Linked DNA regions of Gossypium hirsutum: regions 1 and 3 are each linked to region 2. A link is a contact called in public Hi-C data. All regions are on one chromosome and are shown on one strand. The core of a region is the stretch at or near the end of the contact, and the rest is flanking DNA. Distances in the headings are between cores, read along the strand shown.

Evidence for each region. A called contact is a pair of places that touch in the nucleus more often than the background predicts.
Region 1: a Hi-C map of leaf shows a contact between it and region 2, with 1.6 times the contacts expected there. The contact joins the enhancer-like site here to the promoter of LOC107899432 in region 2. A contact is called at or near these places in 2 of 34 Hi-C or Micro-C datasets (leaf and seedling).
Region 3: a Hi-C map of leaf shows a contact between it and region 2, with 4 times the contacts expected there. The contact joins the promoter of LOC107899753 here to the promoter of LOC107899432 in region 2. A contact is called at or near these places in 9 of 34 Hi-C or Micro-C datasets (callus, leaf and petal).

Annotation. Positions count from the first base shown.
Region 1 is chrD04:17,910,905-17,914,910 of Gossypium_hirsutum_v2.1, forward strand. It overlaps the pseudogene LOC107899754. Among protein-coding and RNA genes, the nearest start is that of LOC107899753, 38 kb to the right of the region's middle. Within about 2 kb of position 1,942, at least 4 of the 9 cell types and tissues checked have an H3K27ac peak or open chromatin away from gene starts, as enhancers often do. A contact at or near this core is called in leaf, where this site is marked.
Region 2 is chrD04:18,103,839-18,107,818 of Gossypium_hirsutum_v2.1, forward strand. It overlaps LOC107899432 (salt stress-induced hydrophobic peptide ESI3), which reads left to right and starts at 1,433. Exons shown (of 2, transcript XM_016825144.2): 1 at 1,433-2,294; 2 at 2,390-2,645. The coding sequence starts at 2,214. The coding sequence ends at 2,473.
Region 3 is chrD04:17,948,197-17,951,802 of Gossypium_hirsutum_v2.1, forward strand. LOC107899753 (protein TONNEAU 1a) reads right to left here and starts at 2,294. Exons shown (of 8, transcript XM_016825539.2): 1 at 1,886-2,294; 2 at 661-793. The coding sequence starts at 1,972.

The DNA.
Region 1 (4,006 bases), core at 692-3,191, 190 kb before region 2:
ATTATTCACTTGAACCATCCCCATCAACCGGATTCAAAAGACCGATAACAAGGAAGGAACTGGATTGAGTTGGTTCCATTATTCTGAGAACAAGCTTGCACATCCCATTGTCTTCAAATACAAACCTCTAAAAACATAAACCTTCACGAAACCATACGGAATTTAACAAATAAAAGAGTTGGCATTAGATGTCAGCCACATATAACAGCCATGTTCATATAACACTCGCTCTCATCTTACTACTAAACCCAATAAATTCAAATCCATTCAACTCAACAATAAAGCATGGGTTTAAGGTTTGGATGATCTTTGAAAGGTGACACCTATGTCCAAATATGTATCACAACAAAGACAAGTACTTCAAGAAAAATAAAGAGTCGGAGTATCATAGGAAAGAAGCCTTTAAGTTAGGTTGTACTGTTCCATTTCCACGGCATACAAATTCATATTTTTCAGTTTCAGTCACTTAGATAGAAATATCAAGAAACTGAAATATCAAATACTTACATTCAGCTAGTGATTCAAGAAAATTTAGTTTTTTTATTCTTCTACTAATATATATATATATAAAGCAACAAAAAAATTCAAATAATAATAATAATAATAATAAAGTAGCAATAGAATGCACTTCTCATAAAATAATCATTTTTTCGTAATGTTTAACGAAGTAAAAGAAATATAAAGAAACTAGAAACGTTTATAAATTGAAATTATATGCACGAAAAGAAAATGAAATCGAAATTTAAATCCTCAATATGGCTAATTCAAAATATTCAATTTAAAACAGACTGCAAAAACTGAATTAAACAACCAAAAGAAAAAGACTTGAAATTTCGATTTCCAGATTTATTTTCCCCAAATATCTTACAGTCCAAGAATCGTACTAGACCATAATTCTCAAATTTTACGTCAGTATAGTTGAAAACAGCACCAATTTTCTATGATGACAAGACAAAAAATATCGAATAAAAATGAAAAAAAATATGATTGAAATAAAGAAATAAAGAAGAAAACTAGCTGAAACATTCAAAAGTAAGTCGATTCAAATAAATTTGATGAATTGAATCACTCTTTATTCAAATAAATGCTCCAATGCCTTCTCTTTTTGCTCTTTGTTCTCCCGGGGGCAGGGTTAAAGAAAGAAAAAAGAAACTATTCTTATTTTCCACTGGAAAAAGAAAAGAACTAAAAGATTGAATTTTGAACAACATAAAAAAAATTATAATCAAATGAAAGAAAAAAGACAGAGATTTAATAAACAATGACAAATGAAACCAACATCCGAATTTCAAACCCAGTTTCAGGAAAATTGAAAAAGGAAAAAAAAAAGGTTTAGTCTCCCAATAGCAAAAGAAACCCCAGAAACCGAGAAAATTGTTAACAAAAAATATACTTGAATTTTTTAAAAAAAATGCTGCAATTATTTACCTTTCGGAACTCGTTTCAGATCGATCCTCATTCCTCATCCCATTCTCTTAACGGTCGAAATTTTCAAAAGCTAAAAACAATGAAAATTTCAGAGGAAAAAAACACTCCAAATCTCGCTTCCAGTTACTCAAAGCACATTAAAAATCTAGGGGTTTTATTTAATAAATGATAAAAAGAAAAAATTCTAAATTTCAAAAGAAGATTTTGAGGGAAAAAATATGGCTTGACTGGTTGAGAAACGGCGAAGGCCAAAGATTGTAAGAGTAAAAAAAACGATGAAGATACATAAAATAAAATAAAAAAGATATTATATTGCTGATGTGGAGATCACGTGGCTTAAGTAACGGCTCGAAATAACGCCATGTCAGCAAACCACGTGGGACTAAATCTGATGACGTGGGACCGAGATTTAAAGCTTGGCTGTCAGTAGTTTTGTGGTGGATCTTCGGCGATTCACTGAATCGTGTAAAGGGACAAGTGGCACGTTGTGCGTTGAGTTAATGATGCTTGGGGAATTTGAGGAGACGGTAAAAGTTGGACGACGTCGTTTTCCAAGTGACCACTGTATGCATAGCTTATTAGGCCATTGGCCTTGTTATTGAAACTAATGACGACATCTTTACAATTCATATGACGAGAGTACCCTTATACATTTTGAATTTTACCTGTCAGTCCTAGGGTTTTGCCATATCAGCAATTAAATATCTTCGCTGGCACCTTGGATTAAATGATATAAAAATATGAAATATTTAATATATACAAAATTATTTATCATCTTTATATTTATATAACTAGTTTGTATTTATATATATTAAATTTAAAATATTAGTTTTTGTTTTAAATTTTTAATGAATTTCTTTAACAAATAATTAATAAATTGAAAAGACATGTAATTACAAAATACTTTTAAAAATATTTAACTAATTTAAAATCAATTATATTAATGTTATTTAATTTTAAAATATTTAATATTAAAATAATACAAAAAATAGTAATATATATTAATATTAATATTTTATAATTTAAATAACAATATTACTAATTTCTTACATATTATTTATTATATATATTGTTTAATTATTTGTTTTAATATTAAATTGTTAATATAATTTTATATTTATCTTTACTCTAATTTAATTAATAAATCTAATTAAATATTATTATATTTTAAAATATAAATTTAACTAATTTACTTCGCACAGATTGACTATATATATAAATTATTTGGAGTATAATATATTTGTGATATTTGAATATATTACATGTATAAATGTTACGAGAAAATTTATTGAAATTCAAATAGTATTGACAACTATTTTACATGGAATGTCATGTGCTAATTAAAATATATTTCATTTTTATTAATATTTTAATAAAAACATAAATTTATATTAAACAAAATAATTTAATGTGAGACAGCATTACGATCATAGTTTTATTTACAATAAAAGTTGAGAAAGTATTGTAAATATATATAATATTTTTTAATTTTCATGTAAATTTTCTAAAAAGAACTAAGATTTAAATGGTTTTAAATGATTGTTTATACTAACAACATGTAGAAATTACAAACTAAATAAATTTATATAAAGTTTAAGCCAAAATTTAATAATAAGTTGTATATTAGAAAATTATTTAATTTCAACCAATGTTTAAATACTATATAAGATATAAAATTAGGACACTATAATGTTCAAATAATTCAGACAACTATTATAGTTTTTTATTAAGTTTTTAAAAATAATGTATTTGAAAACCACTTATTTTATCAATATTTCATTCAAATTTAAAATTTTAAAAAAAATGTCACAAAGATTAAAACAATTATGTAATTTCATAAAAGCATGATACTAGAAATTAAAAGTAAATAAATTTTTTTCCTAAGTAATATAAAAATTTTAGGGACTAACATAGTTAATAATATTAACATGTTTCTAAAATTAGATAATATTTTAATTTATGAGACTAAATGAGAAAATTAGAAAGACGAAAATCTTTTATAAAACAAATTAAAAACAGTTAGGGGTTGATGTTCCAAATAACCCCTTCACGTTTCCCATATATAAAAGTTTTTTTTTCTTTTTCTTGCTTCATTTTATTGTTTTTAATCGGGAAAATTCAAATATTTTCAATTTTTAATACCAAAAACATCATAGTTCCCCATTAATGTAGTTTATATTTTTTAAAAGAAAAAAAAAATCAAAACAGGATGTTTCAATTGCCAAGAGAGGTATAGATACACAATTTCTGGTGTACTAAAAATCGTTTTGGATAAAAACTTTTGAAAAGATAATTACTTTTTCTATTATAAGTTGATGTCATTTTAGATTTGATGGATTATTTTTAAACAGTTAAGACTCTCAAAGTTGATGATGATGTCATTTAAATACATCGAAAATTTTTATATTTAAAATATGTTTTTATAATATTTTTTAAAATGTTATTATATCTAATTGTTGTATGCAATTATATATTTTTTATTTAGGTTGCGATTTTAGTTTTAATTTTTAATTATAATTTAATGATGTTTAAAGCAATTTATCACTTAAAATTAATGATAATATATTAATGACAAGAA
Region 2 (3,980 bases), core at 183-2,682:
GGTGATTTGTTTACGGTAACGAGGCTAAATTTGGCAGTGAAGAAAGGTGTTAGGACCTACTACGTCCTTTTTTATGTACACTAGTCTTGATTACCGCTGGGGTTTCTAATTTTCTTTATAAAATTTTAGTTAATTAAGGTAAAAATTAACTGTAAATTAAAATTTATTGATTATGAAAATTAAATTTGTTATAATTTTTTAAATCAGGTATAATAAGCTAATGTGAGGGTTAGTTTGTAGATCAATCACTTTAAATAAATTATTTAAATATTAAAAATTTCCTAACATGTTGAATAAATTACTTCTTTTTAAATTTATTAATAAACATGACATGTGTTGACTTAGAAGAATAATTAAAATTTAATATAAAAATAGAATGATGGGATACTGCAATGAACATATTAAAAATAATATATAAAACAAATATTAACCTACAAAAAATCTATAAACTTGTAACAGTAAATTTTATTTTAAATATAAAAATATTAATACAAAATTTAACACATTCTTTTCTCTATTCTTTATTTTCTTCTCCCATTTTCTTTTTATTTTTTTTACTGAATAATAATTTATAATATGTTAAACATATTAAAAATAGCCCAATTGTTTGTTTTGTTTTTTTTAAATTAAGTTCTTTTTTTCCTTTTCATTTCTTTTCTTTGAACCCCAAACAAAGAAAGGTAGAAAAAGAAGCGAGGTGTACATTAGCCAAGTTGATTTATGCAAGATATTAACATACTTTATGTTGCTTAAGCCTAGTTGATCTGAAATGTGAATGTAAAATTTTGTTTAAACTCATCTATATTTACAAAAGATCAAACCAAACCTATTTTAAGACCGTCCATATTATTTTTTAAAAATATTTATATTATTTTAATTAAATATGTAATAATTTTATATATTTTTTATTTATTATAATTTTTTATATAGTTATATTAACATTATTTTAGTGTTTATATTAGAGCGGTATTATATATTCAGCATAAATTTATTTTTTGTGTTATAAATTATATAATATATAAAACTAACATAATATAAAGTATTATAAACTTAAAAAGAGATTGAGTTGAACTTGAGCCTTGAATATTTAAGTCAAAAGGCGACCCATATTTGAGTTGAACTTTTATAGTTGAAAACATTGGATCACATCAGGACTCTTATGAAAATATTATTTTATGCTGATTTTAGCTTTACTTTATAGAAAATTGATTAGATTATAACTCTTATGTAAGTAAAACTTAAGTAGTATTTGTTTAGGTTGATGTAACTTTTAATGCTGCGTTTTGTTTTTTCTTAGAGAACTTTTAGAAAATGGATTAATTTTTTGAGAAGACATCATTTTTAGTGTTTGGATGACTCTGTGCAAAATATTTTTTATTGTTAGAGAGAGAAATTATTTTCTAAAAATTATTCTTAGTGACATGTAAGCCTGTTTTCTATTCGAGTCAAGCTTTGAATAGAATTTTTGAAACCCAATCCTAACTCGGTTATATATGCATATATTTTTATATTTTATAGATACAAATTTTTAGTATAGAAAATTAACCCCAAACTCAAATATTTTAAACCCAAAATCCAAACTCATTCTTACACAAAAACCAAGCCCAAGCCCAAGCCCAAACCCAAACCTAGGAGGCGGCAGATGGCTCGTCTGGTGCAACTCGTGTCTCTTGTGCTCGGATTCTTTCTTTGTCAAATTATGCTGTACTGAGTGCATTGCCATTCACATATGCTCCGGCTAGTGTAATATATGATATGACGTTTTTCACTGATGTTAATTCCTAGAGGAGAGGACCTAGAGAATTGTTTAATTGAATGTATTTCTTTCTGCTGCTTAATCATATCGATGTCGTATAGGGGATTATCAGCTCCTGATAATTGTTTTGGTTCCTCGTGAATTTGATCTGTAAAGAATGAATGCTAATGATGTTCTTTTGCCAAAACTGGCTTGTTCAGTTAATCAAAATGGAATCCATAACTTTTCAGGTTGGACTTGACGTGAATAATAAAAATATATTCAAATGGGAAAATGGTAAATTAAGTTTGCTTGGAGCCGAATAAGAATTTATGATTGGAGTAAAATCCAAATCCGAATGCAAAGGGGAATGATCGCCATCTGTAAGGTCTAAGCTCCATAATTTTGCCACCTGTCCTTCAGCCCTGCTATTTGAAGCCGAAGAAATGGAAAAGAAATTGAGTTTAATTTGGAAAAAATGGGTTCAGAGACTTTGATTGAAGTGATTCTTGCAATTCTTCTTCCTCCTGTTGGAGTTTTTCTTCGTTATGGCTTAGGGGTATTTCACTTTCCCTTTCTCTTTCTCTTCATATATATATATATATATATATATTGGTATATGATGTGGATTACAAAATGATGATGGGTTGGCAGGTGGAATTCTGGATTGATTTGGTGCTGACATTGGTGGGTTATCTTCCAGGAATTATATATGCAATTTATGTATTAGTAGTATAGCAAAGTGCAGATATTTTCTGCTTTTGTTTTATAATTTGGTGTATTTTAGGTTTAGATCTTGATGGAAATTAGCTGTGTTTTCAGTTAATGAGATATGTTTTCTTCCATGAGTATCTCAATTGTAAAGCAAAGGATTAGAAGTGATTTGATTTTATAAACATCTTTTCCTGCATTTTTTTTTATTCTTTATCAATAAGCATTAATATTTGGTATCTACATTATTAGATTGAATTTGATTATCAAAAACCTTGTAAAGAAGATATCCTTTTAGCCTACATTCTCTCCTAATTCTCATTCTATTTCTTCTTTAATAAATATTAATCACTTTCTACCATACCCTGAAAATTTGTAGATAGGCTCTTCCTTCCTCTCATCCACCACCGCAATTTACTTTACAGCATTTTCCTTTATTTTACATATTCCCACTCCCCCTTGCTCGACCACACTGCCTCATAACCCATTCATCCATGGCCCTCCACATCAGGTTTCTTCTTTTTCTCCACACAACTTGGATTCTCATAAGTGATGATCTTAACTTTTATAAAATCAAGATTTGGGCAAATTTCTGAACATGGATTTGGATTTCAACAAATCCCAGAAATTTTTTAAAATTCTCAAAATTCAAATATCATAAACTTTTCTTCTAAATTGAAAACTATATCCTTGCTCTCACTTTTTCTTTTTGGTTTTTTCAAGTTTCCAATACAATTTTCTTTTCAAAAATAAATTATTAGTTTAAGGGTAAAAGAATTTACTAAAAAATATTAGTAATTTTTCTTGATCATAAGAACTCAAAAGATTTTTTTTATCAAATTTAAAATATATTTTTATTTTTTTTAAATTACTGGCATGCCATGTCCATTTTCTTGATTTTTCTTGACGGATGGATATTTTTTCTTGATCATATGAACTCAATAGGATGACTTCTTTTTTTTTTAATACATAATTTAAAATTCGTATATTACAATTTGTAATATCCCATACCTGATCAAATCTTATTTGAGCTATAAAATATTATATTCGTTGTCAGAGCAACTATAATCTTATTTATAAATCACTTGAATAATTTATACGTATTATTAAGCTTAACACATAATTACATCATGCTATGCAACCAAATCTGAGATTCAAATGTGTTGAAAAATATGGACATCACGTATATAACAAAAGTAATTGCAAGTGATACGAACCTGATTACGGGGGTAATTGAGTCGTTGAAATGCCCAATCGTCAAATTAAGTAGTTCTCGTTTCGGTTTAACAAAAGGTTTATATTTTAAAGAAAATGGTTTAAAACCGCGGATAAAAATGAAGATAGGTTGAATAGATGGATATAACGAACTTAAAACAAGAATAAACCTTTAATAGAAATTAAAGACTTGATTCTTAAACGTTTCAAGGTGATTGGCGGAAAGTTGGATAGAACCGAGACCCGCTATCTAGTAAGATAGGAACCAACGGTATAAGGGATGAACGCCATACTCGAAAGTGATAAGTTCAAGAATGGG
Region 3 (3,606 bases), core at 1,044-3,543, 150 kb before region 2:
ATCATACAGAAGAACAGGAAAGGCAGACGTAGAGAAGATATCCAAAACATAACAAATGCAACATGAGCATGACTTAACAATTGAGAAATGAACTACTTTTTAAAGACCATACTCAAGGACAAGCAACAAGCAAGCCAGATATAGATTCTAAAGATTACTAATGCAAAAATAAAAACATAAAAAGTATATAACAAATTGATATATCAAGGTGCATGTAAATTGGTACCAAAACAATCTTGGACTTGTTAGTCAATTAATACCAGCAAATAATAGTCCGTGAAGAAGTAAGATTAACTATCTAAATGAACATAGGGAAAATTCTGGTCCTAAGGAACAAAAGGAAAACTAGATATTAGCCTTTTCTTTAAAAAATAAAAGGAGAGCCAGCCTATGTTGCTCCGACTCTTCAGTTTTCTAGAAGTATCCGTATCCAACAATCATGTCCGGTACATGGATATGGGGATATGACCTTCGAGAATCCTTCAAATACATGTAAAAACTAGGAAAAATCTAGCCACACCCATGTTAGGCACACATGCATACCCAACGATGACACTCAAGTAAGAATAACATTAGAGCCAGAAGCCAAATCACATGCAGGCTACTAAATAACTTCAAATAGCATTATAATAATAAGGGTTAAAAGTTTAATAGACAGACCCAAAGGAGAAGCATGAAGTCGTTTAGCACGATCATTGCAACTTCCCAATAATGCAGGAGGTAAACCTTCTTCTTTTTCAATGACTCGATCTTCCTCTTCTATTGCTTCAAAGACACTTGCCCTAAGTTCAGCCTAGCAAAAAACCAAAAGGGGTGACAAAGAATCGTTAACCAAAAGCAATTCAAGTGCATAATTCATTGGAAACTGAAATACCAATTAAATTAAAATTACAAAACAAACAGGAAAAATGAGAAACGTAATGCTCAAAGGAGAAAACAGCTTTCTTAATTCCAAAACTTCACAAGCAGCAATCATTTAAAGATAATAACACTACTAATTATGGCTTCATTAGATCGGCACTTGATATGCCCCTTGCCCAGGCCCTCTTTTCTTTCATCCCCTGTCTAGGAGCCCAAAACAGACAGACCAGGGAAACAAATTTCCAGCACTTCAAAATACAAGAGAGAATTCAACAGTGTCATAACTAGGCTCAACATCCCTGAAAATTCAGGAGACAACTTTCTCTTCTATTTCCTTTAGAAACAATCAAAACTCGGAACAGCTCATTTGAAGTCTTCCAAAACCAAATTAAATATAAATAGTAGATACTCCGGATCTAGCAAACAGTTCCCACTTCAATTACTCGAAAGAAGTTAACCTTTTCATTAGCAGCTAAATGGTGCACTAATCCCATTTTGTACCTTCCACAAATCCAATACATTTCAAAGAAATTATCAGCAAATTTGCTCAATTAAAGCGCATGAAAATAAAATATGCAGAATACCCAGATGCAAAGACACTTCTACACATTCAAAGTTTCCAGCATATAACTAAACAAAAATAATAGCAAATTTCCTACCCTGCTCCTCACTCCTCAGTACTTCAAAACAACAAAAATTGCATTTCCAATTTCTCTAACTTTCCCCCAAATAAAAACACACCTAGATGCTTAAAACCTATTAAATCTTAACTTGCGGGTCCTACATTAATAGCTAAAGATCTAAAACCCAATTCACCTATTCGAATAATACTAAAAATACGTAGTTTTACAAAATTAAAATAATTCAAAACACAAGATCCAGCCAAAAGAGGATCTTTTTACTCAACTACAACTTAAGAAAGCCAAATTCTTCAACCCAAATTATTTTATTCTTTCACGATTACGAGAACCAAACACGAAATTCTATTAACAAAACCAAAATAATAACAAGTTTTTTTTCTTACCCGGATCTTAGCTAGAACCCCTTTCTTCTCAAGGGTTCGTGTAACTAGGGTTTTCAAATCCATCATTTCTCTCGTGTAATCATCCATTCTCAAAATTTCCTAGAAATTTTAAGGGAATTGATTTTTTCTTTTTCTTCTTCTGGTGACGAAGAAATGAAGTTTGTTCTGCTGCGAGATAGTAAAAATGGAAGCAGCAAATTATAATTTTATATAACAATCTTTTTCCTGGTGAATGTGGGATCCACTGGAGGTAAAATGTGATCTCGGCCGTTCGATCGTGTAATCTGATGGGAGATCCCGCAGAGTGTAAAGTGTGATCTTAACCGTTCATTTCTATATCTCGCAAGGTAGTCCCAACCGCATCTAGGATGCACCGTTTTTTATTGAAATTGATATGCAGATGTTTTATTCCAGTGTATCGTTTTGAGTTCACAAATATTTTAGCATAAAAATGTTTAATATATAAAAAAAAAGGATAAATATTAAAATTATATATTGTGTAATTGTATACATGAACTTTCATTTTGATTTGATCTAATTCTTATAAATTATTAACATAATTATTAATACAATATTATTTTTATGTTTATATATTGCATACATAAATAATTATATTTATCCAATATAAAAAAATTGATGTATTTATTTTTTTAAATGTGTAAAATTAAATCAAATTAAAGTTTCACGTGTATAATAACATCAAATTAAAATTCATGTATATACTTGTACATTAAATCAAAGTTTATGTATAATTTTAAAATTTATCCCTAAAAAATATTTTAAAATATGTTAGAGTTGTGTGACCCAAATTCTAAAAGATTGCTTGCAAGTCAAGTTAAATAAAAATATGTTTTCTTTCTAGAAGATTTAGTATTTATTAGTATAATATATTTAGCATTTTTTAGTATAGTTTATTTGACTTACTAATTTAGCCTATAAATAGACTCTTTTACAATCTTAGAAATAATACCCATTAGATTAGAACTCATAACACATTCAGAGAATTTTGTGTTTACGTTTTGAGGGTTCTTTGTTTTTCGGGTTTTCGGGGTTTAGTTTTATCTCCATCTTTTTTACTCTTCATTCTTTTGCCATTATAGTAAAATTATCTTTGCCCGTGGTTTTTTATCCTCTTTGGAGGGGTTTTTCCACGTTAAATTTGTGTTTCATCTTCTCAATTTCTTCTGCTATTTTTACTTGTTTGTTGCTTAATCGGGACGATCCTAACAAGTGGTATTAGAGCTAGTTCAATTTTCATAGATCAGCCCGTTCAGAGATGGCAGCAACAAGGTTTGAAATTGAGAAGTTCGATGGTGAGACAAATTTCAATTTGTGGCAAGTTCGGATGATGACAATTCTAGTTTAAAACGGCTTGAAAAAGGTTGTTACAGGGAAAAAGCTTGAGAATCTAAATCAAACCGAATGGGAAGAGTTTGATGAAAAGGCCTTATCTGCAATCCCGTTGTGCCTCGCGAATACAGTATTGCAGGAGGTATTGATGGAGAAGACCTCCTTCGCATTGTGGAAAAGGTTAGAAACTCTTTATGCGACTAAGTCTCTGTCTAACCGTTTAGTGTTGAAACAACGTCTATTTACATTTCGCATGAACGAAGGTGAGCTTCTTAAAGATCACATCAGTCAATTCATTACTCTTTTAAATGATTTAAAGAACGTTGAGGTTCATATTGATGATGAAGATCAAGCTATGCTATTATTGTGCT